2 separate regions of the Callithrix jacchus genome follow, and region 1 is linked to region 2. Evidence: chromatin contacts called from public Hi-C data. All regions are on one chromosome and are shown on one strand. Each heading gives the region's core, a stretch centred on a gene start, on an enhancer-like site or on the middle of the called end of the contact. The rest is flanking DNA. Distances are from core to core; before and after follow the strand shown.

The links. Hi-C and Micro-C count contacts between places; a contact is called where the count stands out from the background.
Region 1: a contact with region 2 is called in a Hi-C map of skeletal muscle, with 11 times the contacts expected there. The contact joins the enhancer-like site here to the promoter of TSHR in region 2. A contact is called at or near these places in 3 of 3 Hi-C or Micro-C datasets (induced pluripotent stem cells and skeletal muscle).

Annotation. Positions count from the first base shown.
Region 1 is chr8:116,104,756-116,109,349 of calJac240_pri, forward strand. No RefSeq gene overlaps it. Among named protein-coding and RNA genes, the nearest start is that of GTF2A1, 78 kb to the right of the region's middle. Within about 2 kb of position 1,921, at least 4 of the 16 cell types and tissues checked have an H3K27ac peak or open chromatin away from gene starts, as enhancers often do.
Region 2 is chr8:115,920,548-115,925,433 of calJac240_pri, forward strand. TSHR (thyroid stimulating hormone receptor) reads left to right here and starts at 2,818. Exons shown (of 9, transcript XM_035261205.3): 1 at 2,818-3,049. The coding sequence starts at 2,880. It overlaps LOC144577239, which reads left to right. Exons shown (of 4, transcript XM_078333183.1): 3 at 2,086-2,413; 4 at 2,723-2,861. The coding sequence ends at 2,861.

The DNA.
Region 1 (4,594 bases), core at 671-3,170, 180 kb after region 2:
TCCTTTCTAACATCTTTTATAATAAACCAGTGAAAGTAAGTGTTTTCCTGGGTTATTTGACCCACTTCAGCAAATGAACTGAACCAAAGAGGGAGCTATGGAAACCTCAACTTGAAGCTGCTTGGTCAGAAATTCTGGAGGCCTGGAGTTGCAACTGACCTCTGAAGCAGGGGCAGTCTTGTGGGACTGAATCTCCAAACTGTGGGATCTGATACTACCTCCAGGTAAACCCCAGCAGAACTGTAGAATTTATTGCTTGCTTAGTGGCGGGAAGAACGCCTCCACCCCAACTTGGTCACAGACATCTTCTGTGTTGATTGTTGTTGAGAGAATAGAAAAAGCACTTTTAGTTTGAGTGTGTTTTTTTCCACAGAGGTCCTTATTGTCTATAATTCATGACAGAATTTAATGTTGTTGTGTGTTAGATTTGTTTCACTTTCCTTTAAAACTCTCCATGCTAATTTTTCTCTTACAGTCAATATTTTGACTTATTCATGCTTACCAATTTCTTAGTTTTCCATTTCTTCTTTAGTCCCCTTTTGAATTTCCATAATCTTTTTTTCTAAAGTTCATTGTTTACTAGGTTTTCCTGCCTGTCTAGGACTTGTAAATAGCAAACACTTTCAGTTTTTATTTTAAAATATCTCTATTTCATCCTGACTGAAATAAGATTTTTAGCTGGGTATAGGTTCCTAGATCGAATAATTGCCCCTTAGCACTCTGAATACACTAACAAGGCCACTATCCTTGTTTTTAATGAGGAACCTGCTCTTAGTGGGTAAGGCGTCACCTCCAAAGTCAGACTGGGTCCAACCCGACTCCACCACTCACTTGCCATGTGACTTTGAACAAAGTCTACAGTCTTTCTGTGACTCCATTTTCCTATCTGTAAAATGGGGAGAAATCTAAAGCCTAGTGCACCGAGTTGAAGAGTCATACATGTGTAGTGTCTCAGACATAAAAAGCATTTGGCATTATCCCTATTTATTCACTCAGGATGAGATGCCTTCTTGTGTTTGACTTGTTGTTACATTGCTCCCAGAAACACCTTGATTCGATCATCTTGATTAGATGATCTTTCCCAGAAAAATATTGATTAGATCTGAATAGATGCAGCCAATACATGCTGTTCCCACCGAGACACCAAAATGTTCCATAAACCAACATACTGTGAGCAGATCTTCGCAGTGAAAACAGAGTCCGCTGAGCAGCAACACAGACACGAGGCTGAAGATGAAGGAAGCTGGGAACCCCGCGCAGGCCGAGTGCCAGGACTAGTTCCTGGCCAGAACATCTCCTAGGGAAGGGGTGAGTAAAGTGACAATGGGGCAGCCCACTCTCCTCACATATTTCTGGGATCCCAGCTATAAGAGATCCTATGAAAGTTGAGTTGAAAGCGCCCCATAGAAAGTTGAGTTGGCAGGAGGATCTGCCCACAGAGTAGGCAGAGACAGAGCTCCAGTTTGCAGGGAACCCAGAGGGTTTTGTGTGCATGACAGCTGCAGAGGAAGGTGACTATAGGCGCCCATCCCCCAGGGCACCCCATCTGACCTCAGCTTACCAGTGGGCCGAGAGAGAACAGGACTATCTTTCCTGCGGGACTGGGGCGCACATGTTCTGCAGGACCCCCTGCACGCAGCCCCTCCCAGGGCCCCTCTCTGGTTGTTCCTGCAGGAGTGTGTGCACAGTGCTGCCTCCGCTGCCCAGTGTGAGTTTTTTGCTAGCGACCCCGCCTGAATGCTTTCCAGGCAGCTTGGGAGTACTTTGGATCCCCCAGCACAGCTGGTGTCTGACCTCGAGGGGCCGAAAGACAGCCCAATGCCCCAAGGCTGCAGCACGCAGCTCAGGAGCGCTAAGCCAAGCCGAGATCTGTAGCTGGTGCACAAGCAGAGGAGGAGCCTCCACTCAGAGAACACCGCGAAGAGTGAGATGCAGCTCCGGGCCAGCACGGGATGAGGCATTCCTCTCTCCACAGGCGCTTTCAGGGGAGGGTGTGGTCTGTCTGCAAGCCTTTGCCTCTGCGGAAGAGTCCCACAGCTCCGAACATCTAACAAAGGAAACATAAGTGCAGCTCCAGTGATTGGAGGGGACTTCCCTAAGGCCCAGAAGAGGATCTGGCGAAAGGATCATCTCTCTCCTCTGAACTATGGAGCATGGCTGAGAATACAAAAGACAGAAGTCAGCGCTTAGAGCCTGCCGCCATCACTCAAGCGCCATCTACTGGTTTGCAGTCAAAATTACAATGCCAAAAATTTTCAGCACCTATAAAACCCAGAGCAAGAATCTAGCCACATGGCCCGACACAGTGGCTTAAGCCTGTAATCCCAGCACTTTGGGAGGCCGAGGCGGGTGGATCACGAGGTCAAGAGATCGAGACCATCCTGGTCAACATGGTGAAACCCCGTCTCTACTAAAAATACAAAAATACAAAAAATTAGCTGGGCATGGTGGTGCGTGCCTGTAATCCCAGCTACTCAGGAGGCTGAGGCAGGAGAATTGCCTGAACCCAGGAGGCGGAGGTTGCAGTGAGCCGAGATCGCACCATTGCACTCCAGCCTGGGTAACAAGAGCGAAACTCTGTCTCAAAAAAAAAAAAAAGAAAGAATCTAGCCACAAATAAACATCCCATACAGAGTCTTGGCCCTCTGAAAGTACCAGAAATGAAGCCAATTGACCATACTCAACATATACCACAGTTAAACCCTCAAGGGAAATTAATAATATAAAAACAAAAAGACAAAGGAACACCAGCCCTCTCAGAAGAGTCAGCATAAGAACCCCGGCAATTCAAAAAGTTAGAATGTCCCCTTACCTTCAAATAAGCATGCTAGCTCCCCAGAAATGTCTGAAATGACAGGCATAGAATTCAGTCTGGACAGCAAAAAAGCTCATCACAATTCAAGATACAGTAGAAACCCAATCCAAGGAATCTAGTAAAACAACTCAAGAGCTGAAAGACAAAATAGCCATTTTTAAAAAGAACCAAACTGAACTGGAGTTGAAAAATTTACTAAAAATTTTTTTCATAATGCAGTTGGAAGCATTAACAGAGGAAGAGATCAAGCTGTGGAATCTCAGAGCTCAAAAACTGATTCTTCAAATCAATTCAATTAGACAAAACTGAAGAAAAAATTTTTTAAAGTATACAAATCTTTAGAGAAGTATAGCATAATGTGGGACTCATTGGCATTCCTGGAGAGAAAAAGAGAGACAGTAAGCAGCTTGGAAAACACGTTCGAGGACATAGTCCATGGGAAGTTTCCTAATCTCTCTAAAGAGGTTGAGATGCAAATTCAAGAAATACAAAGACACTTTGTAAGATACAAGATCCTAAGGCATGCTATCATATTCACCAAGGCAACCATTAAAGAAACAATCTTAAAGGCAGCTAGAGAAGAGTCAGGTTACTTACAAAGGGAACCCCATCAGGCTAGCAGTGGACCTCTCAGCAGAAACATCACAAGCCAGAAAAAATTGGGGACCTATTTTTATCATCCATAAACAAAAGAAATTCTGACCATGAATTTCCTATCCTGTCAAACTAAGCTTCATGAGCAAAAGAGAAATAAAATATTTCCAGATAAGCAAATGCTAAAGGAATGCATTAGCCCTAGACCAGCTTTACAAGAAGTCTTTAAGGGAGTGATAAACATGGAAATGAAAGAACAACACTTGCTACCACAAAAACACACTTAAGTATATAACCCAAAGACGCTATAAAGCCACTACACAATCAAGTCTACAAAACACCCCCAGCTAACAACACAATGACAGAATCAAAATCTAACATATCAGTGCTAACATTAAATGTAAATGCTCTAAATGCTCCATTCAAAAGGCAGGGACTCGCAAGTTGGAAAAAAGACAAGACTCAAATGCCTGTTGTCTTCAGAGACTCACCTTACATGTAATGAAATTGAGAGGCTCAAAGTAAAGAGATGGAAAAAGATTTATCATGCAAATGGAAAACAAAAAAGGGCAGGAGTTGCTATTCTTATATCAGATAAAACAGACTTTAAAGCAACAATCAAGAAGAAGAAGAAAGAAGAGCATCACCAATGATGAAGGGTTCAATTCAACAAGAAGACTTAACTATGCTAAACATATATGCACCTAGCATTGGAGCACACAGATTCATAAAACGAGATCTTCTTGACCTACAGAAAGGCTTAGATAGCCACACAATGATAGTGGGAGTCTTCAACACCTCACTGACAGCATTTGACAGATTATTAACACAGAAAACTAACCAAGAAATTCTAGACTTAAACTCAACAGTTGAACAATTGGACCTAAAAGACACCCACAGAATGCTCCACTTTACAACTGTGGAATATAAATTGTTCTTATCTTCACATATAATATATTCTAAGATCAACCATGTGCCCAGCCATTAAGCAAATCTCAATAAATTCAAAAAAATTGAAATCATACCAAGCACACTCTCTAACTACAGTGCAAGAAAAATAGAAATCAACCAAGATCTTTCATAACCACACAGATTACACGGAAATTCAACAACTTGTTTCTGAATGACTCTTGGGTGAAAAATAAAATTAAGGCAGAAATCAAAAATATATATTTGAAACTAATT
Region 2 (4,886 bases), core at 1,568-4,067:
ATACAGAAGACTTAAACAACAGTATCAACAACTTGACCTAAAGTCATTTGTAGAGCACACAACTCCACAAAAGCTGATCACACATTTTTTCAAGTACATACTGAACATTTTACCAAGATTGACCATATTCTGAATCATAAAATGAGTCTCATTAAATTTAAAAGTGTTCAAGTTATGCAAACTATTTTCCCTGCATATAATGTAATTAATTTAGAAATTAATAACAATAATATCTGAGAATTCCTCAAATATTTGGAAACTAAATAACATGCTTCTAAAGAATCCACAAATCAAGGAAGAAATCTAAAGGAAAAATTAAAAATATTTTAAACTGAGTGAAAATGAAATTTCAAGATATCAAAACCTGTGGGATGTCTCTAAAGGAGTATATGGCAAGTCTACAGCACTATACACATACAATATTATAGAAGAAAAATGGTCTCACATCAGTGACTTCAGTCTTAAGAAACCTCTCCTTAAGGAATAAAGAAGAGCAAATTAAACCCCAGGTAGGCAGAAAAATAAAATAGTAAAGATCAGAGCATATATCATTGAAATAGAACATGAAAATATAACAGAGAATCTAAGAAACAAGCATTTCCTTCTTTGAGAATATTAATAAAATTAATCAACTTCTGGATAAAGTACTTAGGAGAAAAAGAAGACACAAATTACCATAATCAGGTATAACAGAGTTGACATTAGAATAGATTATATAAATATAAGGAGACAATACATTATATGACACAAACTGCCCAAGAAGAATTATGCTACTTGAATGGCACTATATCTATATTTAGAAATTGGATTTATAGTTAAAAATCTTCCAATAAGGAAAATGCAAGGTTTCAACAGCTTCACTGGTGACTCCTACCAAATAAGTAGCAAAGAAATAATACCAGTTCTATAGAAACTCCTATAGAAATGTAAAGAGGAAGGACTATTTCCCAATTTACCCTGTGATGAAGACTTAATTGCCCTGATACCAAAATTTGACAAAAAAGTTACAGAAAAGAAAATAACAGATTACTATCCCTTGTGAACATCTATGTAAAACTTTTAAACAGAATTTTAGCAAATCTAATTAAAAAGTCTATTAAAAAGATGATAAATACATCATGATCAAGTGAGATTTATCCCTGTAATGCAAGGTGGATTTAACATTCAAAACTCGATCATTGTGATTCACCACATTAACAAATCATGGAACCATCACCACAAGCAAGATTTAAAACAGTTTTATTACCCATAAAATTCTCTGGTGTTCATTTGCTAGTCGGCCTTTCCTCTGAACCCCAGGTCTTTGCAACCACTGATCTTTTTCCTGTTCCTATAGTTTTTGCCTTTTTGAGAATGTTATATAAATGAATCATTAATATGAATAATTACATATAAATACATAATATTTTGAGTTTGGCCTCTTTCACTTAACATTATGCATTCAAGATTTGTTCTGTAACAATGTCATGGTGATCAAAAACAACAACAAAAAGATTTGTGTATGTTGTATCAGCACTCCATTCATTTTTCAGTATTCATTCATTCATTGGTCAGTATTCCAATATGGAGGTATCAGTGTTTATCCATTATCTAGTTGAGAGACATTTAGTTCGTTTAGTGGTTATGAATAAAGCTTCTGTAAAATTTGGAATCCCCATATTTTAACTGTACAGTTTAATGAATTTTGATAAATGTATACATCCACTTAACCTCCAGCCTAATTAAGATATAGAAACCCTGTGTATCCCCTCTGTCTTTTTCCAGTCAATCTTTCTTAATCTTTTTTCTGATTTCCATCACCACAGCGTTTTCCTCCCTGTCCTCGCCAAGTTCATGTAAAAAGAATTGTGCAGTATAGAAAGAATTGCCATTTCTTTTATCCCAAGAGGAATAAGTAAGCAATTGAAGACTTTTAAGAAGGAAATAGGCACAATCTCATTTATGTTTGTAATGATATTTTTTGGCTACTGTGCAAAAAATGGTGAGTGTGCCACTTAAGTATTATTTTTCTTCCCATGTTCTAGAGAGAATACGGCTCAATAAAATTCCTGGGCCGACCAGAATTTCCACACTGAACCCATTCAGGGAACCTGGAACTGTTTCTGCCATTCCTGATTCATCCCAGCAGATGGCCCCAAAGTCCAGTTTCTGAATTGCCTCGTGGAGCCGCTGGCTGCAGGTTGAGGCTGCGGCTGCCAGTCGATTTCCAGCACGCGCGTGGCCGCTGGAGCTGGGTAGCAGCGAGGATCCGCCAGGGGTGCGGGCGACGGCTTCAGCCGCACCGCGGGCTGGCCAAGGCTGCGCGCCGGACTCCGACTCTCAGCAAAAGTGTCTCTGGCCAGGAGGAGCTGAAGTTCTGCAGGACATTGGTCCGCCCGGGGACGGTCCACTCCGCGGGGACTTTGGATAAGAAGTGCGTGCGAGTGGGTGCCCCGCAGACAGGGTGTTTAGAAGGCTACACGCGAGGGATGGTGGCTTCTTGGAATTAAAGACGAGGAAAGGAGGGGGCATCTAAACTAGACTTTGGAGAGAACTAATAGGAGAAGCGAGGGGGAGCGGGCTGAAAAACAGAGGGGACAGCCAGGACGGGTGTTGGGTGTCAGGGAACAGACGGAGCGGACTGCGTGGGTCCAGCCAAGGAGAGTGCAGCAAGCAGGCTTGTTTGGGTCGAGGTTGCCTAGGGAAGCGGAGCACTTAAGTGCCTCTTCTTCCCCTTCTCCAGCCTCCTCTACAGCGGTGAGGTCACACCCCTTGGAGCCCTCCCTCTTCCCACCCCTCCCGCTCCCGGGTCTCCTTTGGCCTGGGGTAACCCGAGGTGCAGAGGGCCGAGAATGAGGCGACTGCGGAGGATGGAGAAATAGCCCCGGGTCCCGTGGAAAATGAGGCCGGCGAACCTGCTGCAGCTGGTGCTGCTGCTTGCCCTGCCCAGGGGCCTGGGCGGAAAGGGGTGTTTGTCTCCACCCTGCGAGTGCCATCAGGAGGAGGACTTCAGAGTCACCTGCAAGGATATTCAACGCATCCCCAGCTTACCGCCCAGTACGCAGACTCTGTGAGTACCCGGGAGAGGTCAGGGTAGGACCCAGAGACAAAAGGCACCTGCAGAGGTGGACCGAAGTGCACAAAAGCTGCTCAAGAACAGCCCGAAGGTGTGTACGTGTGTGTGTGCGCGCGTGTGTGTGCGCGCGCGCACGCACACACACACACAGGAAAAGGTTACAAAACTTTGGTGTACAATGACAGCAAGAGTTGTTCTTTCCAAAAAGCTGCTATTCTGCACTTTACCTAACCCTGGTTAAATCTGTTTTATTTGAATTAATAAGGATAATGGCAACTCAGGAATGGACCCCTTTGAGCTTATCTTGGGTAATAAAAAATTGCAAAAATATGTATTTCCTCTTTTTGTTTTTCTAGATGGGAGTTCTGCTGATTCATCAAATTGTTGACAAAAGTTTAATCAGGTCCCCTTTTTAAAATGAACTGTCTGTACAGCATGTGTAAGTTACTTACTCAAATGTGAACTGCCAGTGAAATAGTGCATCCCGAACCTGCTTTGTGATAGGCATGGTAGAGGTATAAAGAAATGAAATTTCATAAAAGCATAGTACGTTTATCTGCATGTTAAATGTTACCAAATTAGAAACCTGATGGTAAATAAGATTGTACACACACAATCTGTTTCTTAACAGCAATTTAGATCAGTGACCATTGAAACTGTAGACAAAAGCAAGGGAATAAAGTCTCTCTTGATTGGTTAAAAATAGAACAGAAAGAAAGGCTAGTAAAACAACCTGGGCTAGTTAAATCCAGTTAAGGTAAGAAAGTGCAGCTTATTAAAGAAAATGTTGGCAGATGAAAAGAAATGGGAAAGTTGCACTTCTAGATTTTCTCAAGAATTTAGCTCATTAAGACTATTTAACAGTAGATGATGAATATGTCAGCTCAGAGATGTATTTCTTTGCTCTCAGATACCCTCCTTTCTTAGCACACCTGAATTAATTAGTTCAGTAACCTCCAAATAGTGTGGTAGTCATTCTCCTTGCTGCTACCACAGAATAAAACGTGTACAAGGTGTAATACCCTCTTGATTACACCTCCAGATGGGTTGTCTGTCACCTCTAGAATAAAATTTTTTTGTGCCGCCTACCAGATCTTTCAAGACCTAGTCAAGTCTTTCCAACCTCATTGCTCCTAATTTCTCTAACTTCACCCTCCAACTGAAAAGAACTTCTGGCACTTCCCCAAAGGTCCCTGCTATTACCGCTGCCCTTGTCGTCCTTCCCATATTCCAGCCCCTCTGCCTAAAGCACATTTGCCCCTTGTCTTCTTCTGGCTAATGCCTAGTCCCAGATCCAGATTCTGTATTAACCCTGCAGGAAGCTTCTCCTGACCTGTGACCCTCAGGCTGGGTGAGGTATACCCTCCTTCCCAAAAGCGTTCTCTGCTTATCCCTTCGGCATTGTTTGCTTTCCTGTAACTTGTTATTTATTTGCATGCCCACACAACCAGGACACAAGCTTCTCTAACACGGGGACACTGTCATTCAACCCTGAATTCCTGAAACCCTGGAACTACTTAGACACTCAAAAAAAAAAAAGCTTAAGTGAATGAATGAACACATGAATATGCCAGGTCTCTGGATGTCCACTGTTGAGGAGAAAGAAATACAAAGACATCCCTTCTTCAGAGACTTAACAGGGGCAGAAATTCAAGTCGTTGAAGAGAGATGTAGCTCGGACAGTGCAAAGAAACTCAGAGACATTCTGTTTAAAACGCCATCAAAAGTTGAGAAAGAAAGGGTAATGGAAAATGAGCAATGGAACAAGAGTCAGGAAACCAGCAATCTCCTCAATCCTTCTTCACTAACTGTGAAACTTTGTAAGATGACT